Regions from separate parts of the Pan troglodytes genome. Here region 2 is linked to region 1. The links are chromatin contacts, called in public capture Hi-C maps. All regions are on one chromosome and are shown on one strand. The core of a region is the stretch at or near the end of the contact, and the rest is flanking DNA. Distances in the headings are between cores, read along the strand shown. Region 1 overlaps SLC37A2 (solute carrier family 37 member 2). Region 2 overlaps PKNOX2 (PBX/knotted 1 homeobox 2).

The links. Capture Hi-C pulls out chosen DNA fragments and counts their contacts.
Region 2: a capture Hi-C map of stem cell-derived neural stem cells shows a contact between it and region 1, with 2.9 times the contacts expected there. The contact joins two enhancer-like sites. A contact is called at or near these places in 3 of 7 Hi-C or Micro-C datasets (induced pluripotent stem cells and stem cell-derived neural progenitor cells) and 1 of 1 other capture datasets (stem cell-derived neural stem cells).

The regions. Positions count from the first base shown.
Region 1 is chr9:127,034,265-127,039,001 of NHGRI_mPanTro3-v2.0_pri, forward strand. SLC37A2 (solute carrier family 37 member 2) reads left to right here. Exons shown (of 18, transcript XM_508843.8): 18 at 1-1,116. Among named protein-coding and RNA genes, the nearest start is that of TMEM218, 11 kb to the right of the region's middle. Within about 2 kb of position 2,022, at least 9 of the 24 cell types and tissues checked have an H3K27ac peak or open chromatin away from gene starts, as enhancers often do. A contact at or near this core is called in stem cell-derived neural stem cells, where this site is marked.
Region 2 is chr9:127,081,812-127,087,080 of NHGRI_mPanTro3-v2.0_pri, forward strand. The region is part of intron 2 of PKNOX2 (PBX/knotted 1 homeobox 2); the gene reads left to right. Among named protein-coding and RNA genes, the nearest start is that of PKNOX2, 28 kb to the left of the region's middle. Within about 2 kb of position 2,955, at least 4 of the 24 cell types and tissues checked have an H3K27ac peak or open chromatin away from gene starts, as enhancers often do. A contact at or near this core is called in stem cell-derived neural stem cells, where this site is marked.

The DNA.
Region 1 (4,737 bases), core at 772-3,271:
CTTCAGCCCACCGCTGCACTGTGGGGAGCCCCTTTCTGGGCTGGCCAAGGCCAGAGCAGGCTCCCTCAGCTTGCAGGGAGGTGTGGAGCGAGAGGCGTGAGCGGGAACCGGGGCTGCGTGCAGCGCTTGCGGGCCAGCTGGAGTTCCGGGTGGGCATGGGCTTGGCGGGCCTGCACTCGGAGCAGCCGGCCGGCCCTGCCGGCCCCGGGCAGTGAGGGACTTGGCACCCAGGCCAGTGGCTGCAGAGGGTGTACTGGGTCCCCCAGCAGTGCCGGCCCACCTGCGCTGTGCTCAATTTCTCACTGGGCCTTAGCTGCCTTCCCGCGGGGCAGGGCTCGGGACCTGCAGCCCGCCAGGCCTGAGCCTCCCACCCGCTCCATGGGCTCCTGTGGGGCCCGAGCCTCCCCGACGAGTACCACCCCCTGCTCCACGGCACCCAGTCCCATCGACCACCCAAGGGCTGAGGAGTGCGAGCGCACGGCGCGGGACTGGCAGGCAGCTCCACCTGCAGCCCCGGTGCGGGATCCACTAGGTGAAGCCAGCTGGGCTCCTGAGTCTGGTGGGGACGTGGAGAGTCCTTATGTCCCGCTCAGGGATTGTAAACACACCAATCAGCACCCTGTGTTTAGCTCAAGGTTTGTGAGTGCACCAGTCGACACTCTGTATCTAGCTGCTCTGGTGAGGCCTCGGAGAACCTTTATATCTAGCTCAGGGATTGTAAATACACCCATCGGCACTGTGTATCTAGCTCAAGGTTTATAAACACACCAATCAGCACCCTGTGTTTAGCTCAAGGTTTGTGAGTGCACCAATCAACACTCTGTATCTAGCTGCTCTGGTGGGGCCTTGGAGAACCTGTGTGTCGAAGCTCTGTATCTAACTAATCTGATGGGGACGTGGAGAACCTTTGTATCTAGCTCAGGGATTGTAAACGCACCAATCAACGACCTGTCAAAACAGGCCACTTGGCTCTACCAATCAGCAGGATGTGGATGGGGCCAGATAAGAGAATAAAAGCAGGCTGCCCGAGCCAGCATTGGCAACTCGCTCGGGTTCCCTTCCACACTGTGGAAGCTTTGTTCTTTTGCTCTTTGCAATAAATCTTGCTACTGCTCACTCTTTGGGTCCACGCTGCTTTTATGAGCTGTAACACTCACCGCGAAGATCTGCAGCTTCACTCCTGAGCCCAGCGAGACCACGAGCCCACCGGGAAGAACGAACAACTCCAGACGTGCTGCCTTAAGAGCCGTAACACTCACTGTGAAGGTCTGCAGCTTCACTCTTGAGCCAGCGAGACCACGAACCCACCAGAAGGAAGAAACTCCAAACACATCTGAACATCAGAAGGAACAAACTCCAGACGTGCCACCTTAAGAGCTGTAACACTCACCGCGAGGGTCCGCGGCCTCATTCTTGAAGTCAGTGAGACCAAGAACCCACCAATTCCGGACACACCAGGACCACCAAGTGGGTAGGTTAAAGCTCATGACAGTGGGCACTCCTGAAGGGGATGCTCATGATATTGATGATGTGTGGGCAAACGGGGAGCTTAGAGCGCCACGCAAGATAAAAGCCTTGCATTTCCTGGGACGTTGTGGGCTGGTGCATTAGCCAGATACACACCCTTCCACACTGAAGCAGGCTGCACAGCGCCAATGGCAACAAACAAGGAAGGCTCCTCCTGCCTGCAGTCACTTCAGCTCTGAGCGCAGGAGTCAGCCAGGGGCCTCCAACTCCTCAGCCCACAGGGGCAAGAGCTATACTCTGGCCTTATGTTCAGCATTCAGGAAAGCTGCTCTCTGCTGCTCTTTGACATTGAGAATGAAATGAAATGAAATTAGTTATTCATTTAACTTCACATTTGGTCTCAATTAAGCTCAAAATGTTCTTCCTTAGAGATGCTCCAATAGCACTTGTAATTAAGGAGTTTAAGGAGAAGCTGTGTTGCTTCTATGAGCCACTAGATGGTGACCCAATCCCATCATACAGCCCAGGGTGGGCTGTGGTTCCATCCTGCTTCCCGGAAGAGAGACAGGAGCCGAGGCCTCTTGACTTTTCAGACTTTCAGCTTGCTTTGTGCTTCAGAGGGCAGGGGAAGAGGAATGGTTCTCTCAAGGTCTTCTCTTCCCCAGCTGCACTGCTTACTAACTTTAAGCCTGTTTCATCATCAGGAAAATGGTGACATTATCTACCTCATAGGATTGGTATGAAGGGAGACACATACTCAACACACTCCTGCCCTTGAAGAACTTGTCTAGTTAGGGGATAAATAGGAAAACACACGGAGACAGTGACTCCAGGTGAGAGCTATGCTGTTCATTAGTCCAGCCATGCAGGAACACGGCTGGCAGAAGGGCGATTCCAGGGGCAACGGGAAGAGTCCTTCTTCCTTATGAAGGCAGAATTCTGAGGACTTGGATGACTCATTTGATAAGGTAGTGAGGGGTAATGGTAAAGGGAGGAAGTTAACATGAATACTTATCCAACTCCTAGGATGTTAGGCCTTAGAGACTGAAACTGAACAAATGGCATTGGCTCCTACCAGCAGGTAAGTGTGGCACTAGACACATGCAAAAGGCATTGTGCGAGCTCAGGGTCTGGCCTCAGAAATGAGGACTTAGGCTGTGGGTAGGGAGTTGGAAAAATTACTGAAGGTTGGGGGAACCCCAGCACTGAGATCGGCCTGTCTGCACCCATCTCCCAGGTCCCAGGTTACTGGCCCTGTTTGGGCAGCTCTGGGCGCAGCCTGTTCACCACAGGCCTGGTACCTGCCTTCTCCCTGGGCCTCAGCACTCACTCACACGCGGCTAATGTAGGAGCATTATGTTAATTAGTTATTCATTTAATTTAACTTCACATTTGGTCTCAATTAAGCTTAAAATGTTCTTCCTTATAGATGCTACAATAGCACTTGTAATTAAAAAGCAGTAACTCTTTGTGTTTCTCCCTTAGAGATCCACTGGGAGGCTGGGCGAGTGTGTGTGGGGTGGCTGGGGGAGGAGGAGGAGGAGGCAAGAGGCAAAGAAAAGAAAGGGAAAGAAGCTCTTGGTCGGTCCTAGCACCATGAGGCCACCACTAAGACTGAGGCTGGCAGGAGGAACTCAACACATCCTGGGTGTCTGAGTGGGGGTGGGAGAGTTGCTGTTGGGAATCCTGAGAAGTGACAAAGGAGCAGACCTCCTACTGAAAGGTGTGGGGGTAGGGAGGATGGCAGATGGGGGTGGAAGGAGGCAATGCTTAGGGGAGAAGGGGCCCTATATTCTGTGATAGGTACAATGTGCCCCCATAAGATGTCCACATCCTAATTTTCAGAACCAGTGAGTGTTACCTTACATGGCAAATGAGATTTTGTATATGTGATTAAGGATCTTGAGATGGAAAGACTGATGGGGTAGACCCAGTGGAATCACAGGGCTCCGGATGAATCACAGAGGGAGGCAGGAGTGTTGGGGATTGGCAGATGCTGCTCTGCTGACCTTGAAGACTGAGGAAGGGTCCACCAGCCAGGGGGACGGGGGCGGCCTCTAGAAGGTAGAAAAGGCAAGGAAATGGGTTCTCTCGAGGCTCCAAAGCCTTTCCTTTACCCCCTGAAACCCATTTCTGGTTTCTGACCTCCGGAGCGATAAATGTGAATTGTTCAAAACCAGTAAGTCTATGGCAATCTGTTACAACAGTAATAGGAAATTGATAATATTCCCAGTGTAAAACTGGGGTATGACCAATTTAACGGCAGGAAAATAACCACAGGCAAACAAAAGAAATCTCCAGAGCTTAAAACAAGTGAAGGGGCTGGCCTCATAGCATTTAGGCACAGCATAAGGGCTACTGTGTGACCACCTCACCCAAGAGTTCTCCGAGGGCAGGACTTGGACCAAATGCACAGACTATATCATCTCTGGCATGATGTGATGTAAACCATTAAAAACACACTTTCTCATTCTGTCTGTGGCACTGAGCCTGATTTCGATCCCAGCTCTCATTTCTTTGGTGGCAGGAAACTGAGAAAAGAGGGTAGGGGGGGTAGGGACTCAGAAATTTTTTTTTTTTTTTTTTGCATAAACAGTCACCACCAATAATCTGCTAGGGACAGAGATCAAGTAGAAAACAAAACAAAAATTCCTGGTGTGTGGCTTTGATTCTGCCATTGGCACCTCTGAAAACTGGCCCAAGTCTCAACATTCCAGCTGGATGGTGCTTACAAGAGAGGTGGCAGTGTTCTCGAAACTTGAAAACATAGTCTACTAGCAGCTCAGCTGTTTAGTATCTCTGAGCAAGGGGACAACCAAAGTCTAACAGCAGAGACCTGCCAGAAACACTGGGCTAACGGGTGAAGCTATCTCTGAGGCCTGCGTGTCTGTTCACGCTTTTCCCCAGACTCCTGCTCAATTCCTAAGATTCTGGTTTTTCCACCAGACTCAGCTACTTTTCCTTGGTATTTCTGTCAAGTGGATTTGCACTGCCTGCCCTTGTCCCTCCTTTTCCTTCGAGTTTATCCTATGGAGCAACGCTCTATAACAGACAGTAGTCAGGCTCTTAGACTCTACAGCCAAACTGCCTGACTTTGGATCCTGACTCCTGTTTACGCCTACCAGCCCGTGCCTGTTCCCCATCTGTGAAATGGGGATATTAAGAGTACCTACTTCATAGGGCCGATATGAGGGAGACATAATACTTACAACACACTTAGAAAAATGCCTAGCACGTGTTTGCTAAATGTAACAAAAATTGTTATTTTGA
Region 2 (5,269 bases), core at 1,705-4,204, 48 kb after region 1:
TCTCCTGCCTCAGCCTCTTGAATAGCTGGGACTATAGGCACTGGCCACCACGCTTCGCTAATTTTTGTATTTTTAGTAGAGATGGGGTTTTGTCGTGTTGGCCAAGCTAGTCCCAAACACCTGGCCTCAAATGATCCACCTGCCTCAGCCTCCCAAAGTGCTGGGATGACAGATGTGAGCCACCATGACAGGGCTATAATCCCTGTTTTCAAGTTGACACTGAGTAAGTCACAGCCTTGCCCATGCTACCTAGTGAATTATGTGAGGATTAGTCCCCTGGGCATTCGGACCTTCTGGCTGAGTTCTTCCAGCCTCCGATTGTTTCTCATATTTGATTAACGTTCACATCGTTTTTAAAAAAGGAAGAATATTTCCCCAGACATCTAATATTGACCTACATTATTTATATCATAGTGTAACCCAAAAAGTACAAACCAAAAATAGGTATAACTTCCCAATGTTTGTAGCTCCATTATAACTAAGAATTAATTGAATACTAACAAAATTCTAAAGCAAAAAATTTTTAAGTTAACCATATTAGTCCAATTTGAACCATTACGTTGTTTTCCTGAAACGAAAGCATTGCTGTGGATGGGCCTGTGGCCATGGCTGCTCTGTGGCAGGCTGTGCCTCCGTGGGCTCGCCATTCCTCCCTAGTCCAACTCCTGCAGAACCTTCGTTTCTCTAAAACACCGTGACACCGGTGGGCCTGCCCTTGCCACAGATACATCATTGAAGGGGTGAAGCTGCCTCTGTCTTTTGCCCTTTCAAAGTTCATTCCTTCCTAAGGAAAAGGCAATTAGCAATTCTTATTAAACCTGGCTTTCCTTCATGAACCATGGTGGAATTAACCCTTTGCATCATGGGACATAATTAATCATTTCTAGATTTGGGATCTTTTTTTAAAAAGTGATCAGATATTCCTCTTTGGGCAGGGGGTGTAAAGGGGGAAGATAAATACTGAAGAATTCAATTTTGCTGTGTGAAGGCCTCGTCTCTGACAAGTAGTTAATCTATTTGTTGATACTGTGAGAGGAGAGGCTCCAGCAGGGAGAAAATTAAAAAACGCTCAGCGCCAGTTGCTACTCTGATGAATCTCATCCAATTATTTAACAGGACACTGCTTGCTGGGTGTACCTTTTTTTTATTGTTTTAATTTTATTTTGTTCTCTATTATGTGTCATATCATCATAAAAGTTTTCTGGATTAAGAAACCCTTTCAGTCTGCCCTTTTTCATTCGGCCACCATTGATTTTTTTTGCTTCTGTGTTCGTAACTGAGTTTGAAATTAATGTAGGATTATTATTGATTTATGTATTTATTTATTTTCTTTCCTCTTGGAATGTAGCATCTTAGAGGCTGGATTCTGAATAGAATTTGAAAGAGCATCCGCTGCAGGAGGAGAGTTTTAGGTTAGGGAAGTATTGTTCAGAGTTGTATGAACGGGGAAAGACTGGAGAAGAGTGTTAGTTACACTCCTCAGAAGGACTGAGGCAAGCTGCTCTCCCCGGGGAGAACATTCTTATTGGTTTAGTTTAGGCCTCGCTAGCCTCCAAGACTCGCGTGGATGTAGAAAAAAGGCAGTTTTTCCTCTGGGGGAGTCGCTCTGATCTTGCCGGATTCTGGTTCACTCCTAAAGGCACTGGCAGAGATGAAGTTTTGGCCAAGCTCCCCCATGGCCCAGTGTGCCTGCAAACGATGCTGCTCTCCTAACCCCAGCTACAGTTGGGACACACTGATCGGACCTGGGCATGGGTAAAGCTCCATGGTATGTTGTAAGTCACCGACCTCTGAGGTCTATAAGGGTTCCCTGGCCTCACCCAATTTGTGACATAAGCCTTGTGGTTATCACCCCAATCCCTTGGACCCAGGGATAGGGATGCCAGACAAAATACATGCTAGCCAGTCAAACTTGAATTTCAGATAAATGATGAATGATTTTCAAAATGTTAGTGTAGTGTATCCCGAAGATCGCAAGAGACAGATGTATGGCTCTGTTCCTCTCCACCCTGCTCTTCACACACACTCAGAGTCAGAGGCTTGCCCCCTGCTCCATTTTCCCTTGAAGCCTCTAACCTTCAGCAACCTTGATTCCTTCTTCCTTCAGTCTCCTTGCCTCCAGCCGGGAAGCCAGCCTCCCCCCTGCTCAGCACTGCTGCTGATGCTTACAGGCTAGGGGAAGGGTCCACGTGGAGGCCCTGGCCTCAGGCCCCCCGCCCCACTCCAGTTCTTGGCCCCAGCGCTGTTCTGTGTTTGAGGAGCCTGTGGGCCTTGGTCTCAGATCTTTCCACACTCCACCCCACCTTCACCCAGACAGCTGTCCCTTGGCCCGCCTGCGCACCTGCCGTGTGGTCTGGAACAGGGAGGGTGTTCCTGGAGAAAAGCCTTTGTGGGCTCTCTGAAAAGCCCAGGGTCAGGCAGAGACCCAGCATGGGTCCCAGTGCAGCCCCGCTGTGGTTCTGGAGAGGCTGTGTGGCCACTGCTTCTGGATTTCTTCATTCTCCTTCAGAGGGTCCCGTGAAGACCAAGGCATCGGCTGGTTTACCCTCACTGCTGCGTCCCTCCTTTCGCCCTCCTTCCCCACCTCAGCTACCATCTCCCTTCCTCTATCCGGGACAGGATGTAGGGTTTCCATTCCCTTGAACACACAGGTCACTGGGGCGGAGGGGAAGTCACCAAATTTAATTTAACAAAATCTTCACAACCCAACAGCTTCAGTGTAGTGTGTTCCTAAGGCGACAGAGGAACAGATAGAAGGAAGAAACGAGCGTGGGGAGAACCATTGTTATTTGGGAAAGAATTCAACCAGTTTTCACTCCCTTCCCCCTCCCCCCTGCTTTGGGCAGAATTCAGCTAGTTATTTTCCAATCCGGTTGTGTGTATAGACACACCACAGCTTCTTTGATCCCTGCCTTTCCTCCTAATAGACAAACTGCTGCCAAAGCTTCCAGCTTCTTTCTCCATGGTGACCAAGCCCCTCATTTCCATTTAATCTCAGCCTCCACCTCCCCTGTACCGCACCCCCTCCTTCATGTGGAGCTGGTTATTTCCTTTCTCTTCTCTCATTTCTCTCCCCTTCCCCCAGCAGTTCACAATCCTCTTCAAAGTTTCAGGAGTAAATATCAATGTGTCATGGTTCCTTCCTTTCTCCCCGACCTGCCTCTTTCTACTCTCTACCCCTTTTCTCTGGTGGCTCCCAAATCTTTGCTCTTCTTGGCTCTTCAAACACATTCCTCTTAGTTCCCCCTCAAACTCCCTTTCTTGCTCCAGTCTCTGGCCTAAGAGATGTGAAGATGCAGAGGAGGGAGGCAGGAGGGACGGGCCTCCCACTTCCCTACTTCCTTTCAGCAGATCCCTGAAGAAAAGAGGCGGAAGGAACTAGGAATGGGATGAATTGGGTTCTTGCCAAGGGGCCCTCCCTCCCCTCCCTCCTCTGTCTCTGGGCTCTGCCTGCACTCGGATTCACGCGGGAGAAGATGAATCTGCAGCAGCAGCCCCTGCCAGTCTCCCACAGCCAGGGTGGCCAAGCCCTCAGGGCTCTGCAGGACAATCCTCGGCGTCTGCTGCTGCTGCTGCTGCTGCTGCTGCTGGAACCTTCTCAGGGTGTCCTCTGCTGGCAGGCAGGCTTCGCACACAGGTGAGCAGAACTCACCACCAGTGAGAAAGCTGGCCGTCTCACACCTTGGCTAGTTTGTGAAACCCAACTCATTCCACCAATGTTGCCTCATGGACTGGCTTTGGAAATTCCATTAATAGCTCCTCTCTGGCCTTGAAGCCTTGCTACCCTAATCCATCAATGACCATTTCACAACCGGGGAATGACATCTGTCCATGTACTCACTTTTTATGGTCCGGTCCTTTACAGCCTACACACATTCTTCCCAAAGATCTCTTACTTGGTCCTCATGATAATGAAATTCCAACTGTGCAGAGGGAAACTGAAGCTTGCAGAAATTAAATATATTCACCAAATATCTGAACAAAGAAGTCATCGGTGGAGCCAGGGCAAGAACCCAACTCATCCCATTCCTAGTTCCTTCCGCCTCCTTTCTTCAGGGGTCTGCTGGAAGGAAGTATGGAAGCGGGAGGCCGCACACTCTGGCACAAGGCAAAGGGGTTAACAGGAGTGCGTTGACTTTAGTCCTTCTGCCAAGTCCCCTCACATCCAATTTACATTGTTATACAATGCTGATCTGTACCATTCTTGTTAATGTTTCTTTATAGATGTTTTAGTTATGTCTGTCCCATATGTGCGTCTGACTTTTTTCATAGAATCTGAGCTAGCTCCTTGCTGCACTACTACCCCGGGAATCAGAACAGGTTTCCGCATGCAGCTCTTTGGTGAGAGTGACTTAGGGCCCCTCGAGGGACATGAGAAAACGATTTCGATACCGTGAACACTGGGGCAGGTAGAAACCCAACTTATCCCAGCTTTTCCATCTTCCTGCCAGGCCCCGGCCGGGCTTCCCAGCCTCCTCGTTAGCCTCTGAAAAATTAAAGCCCCAATAATCAAATCAACCCTTGTAAATGCTCTAAAAGCCGCTCCAGAGCACCAAGGAGCCAGCAAACCCCAGACCCAAATCCATGTCAAATTTCATAGATATAATTTAAGCAGGGATCAAAACCCACACTAACCTAGTAACTAAGGCTGCTCAAAATGCACTTTATAGTCCATCTGCCTCTCTGCTTCAGGGAGTCTGTATTAAATTTATTGCAAAGTAAAACAAATAAACCCAGGCAAAGGCAAGATGGAAATCTGCATACTGTCAGAGAATTAGCAGCCCTCTCGGGTTAGGAAGGCTGCCTCTCAATTTGCATCTCTAAGGAGTTGTGACTGGGCTGGGGGGCTGGGATGGTCGGGGCAGGACGGAGACTCGGAGCAGGCCTGCCCCCTGCTGGCTGACTGTAGAACTACAACCCTCTGGCCGCGGTGGTGGGCTCTGCAGGGCTCGCCCCGCCAGCTTTTGAAAGACAATCTGCAGCTGAAATAAATGTTGAAAAGGTGTGGAATTGGAAGAGCAGGTAGTAGAAAGAGGGGAGGGAAGGGCTCTGTGGGGAAGAGATCCTCATTTCTGAACGTAAGGCTTGAGGAAGGAAGGCGGGAACTTGAAGTGGGTGGATATAGAGTTTCAGAGCTGTCTTTTCTGTTGTAGGAACAGGAGACTGCGGTGCATTTCTTGACTCCTCTTCCCCTTCTTTTCCTTCTCCCTTTCCCTTGCTCTCCATAATCACAAAACGCAGAAGACTGGAGTGCAGGCGGCAGGGGTCC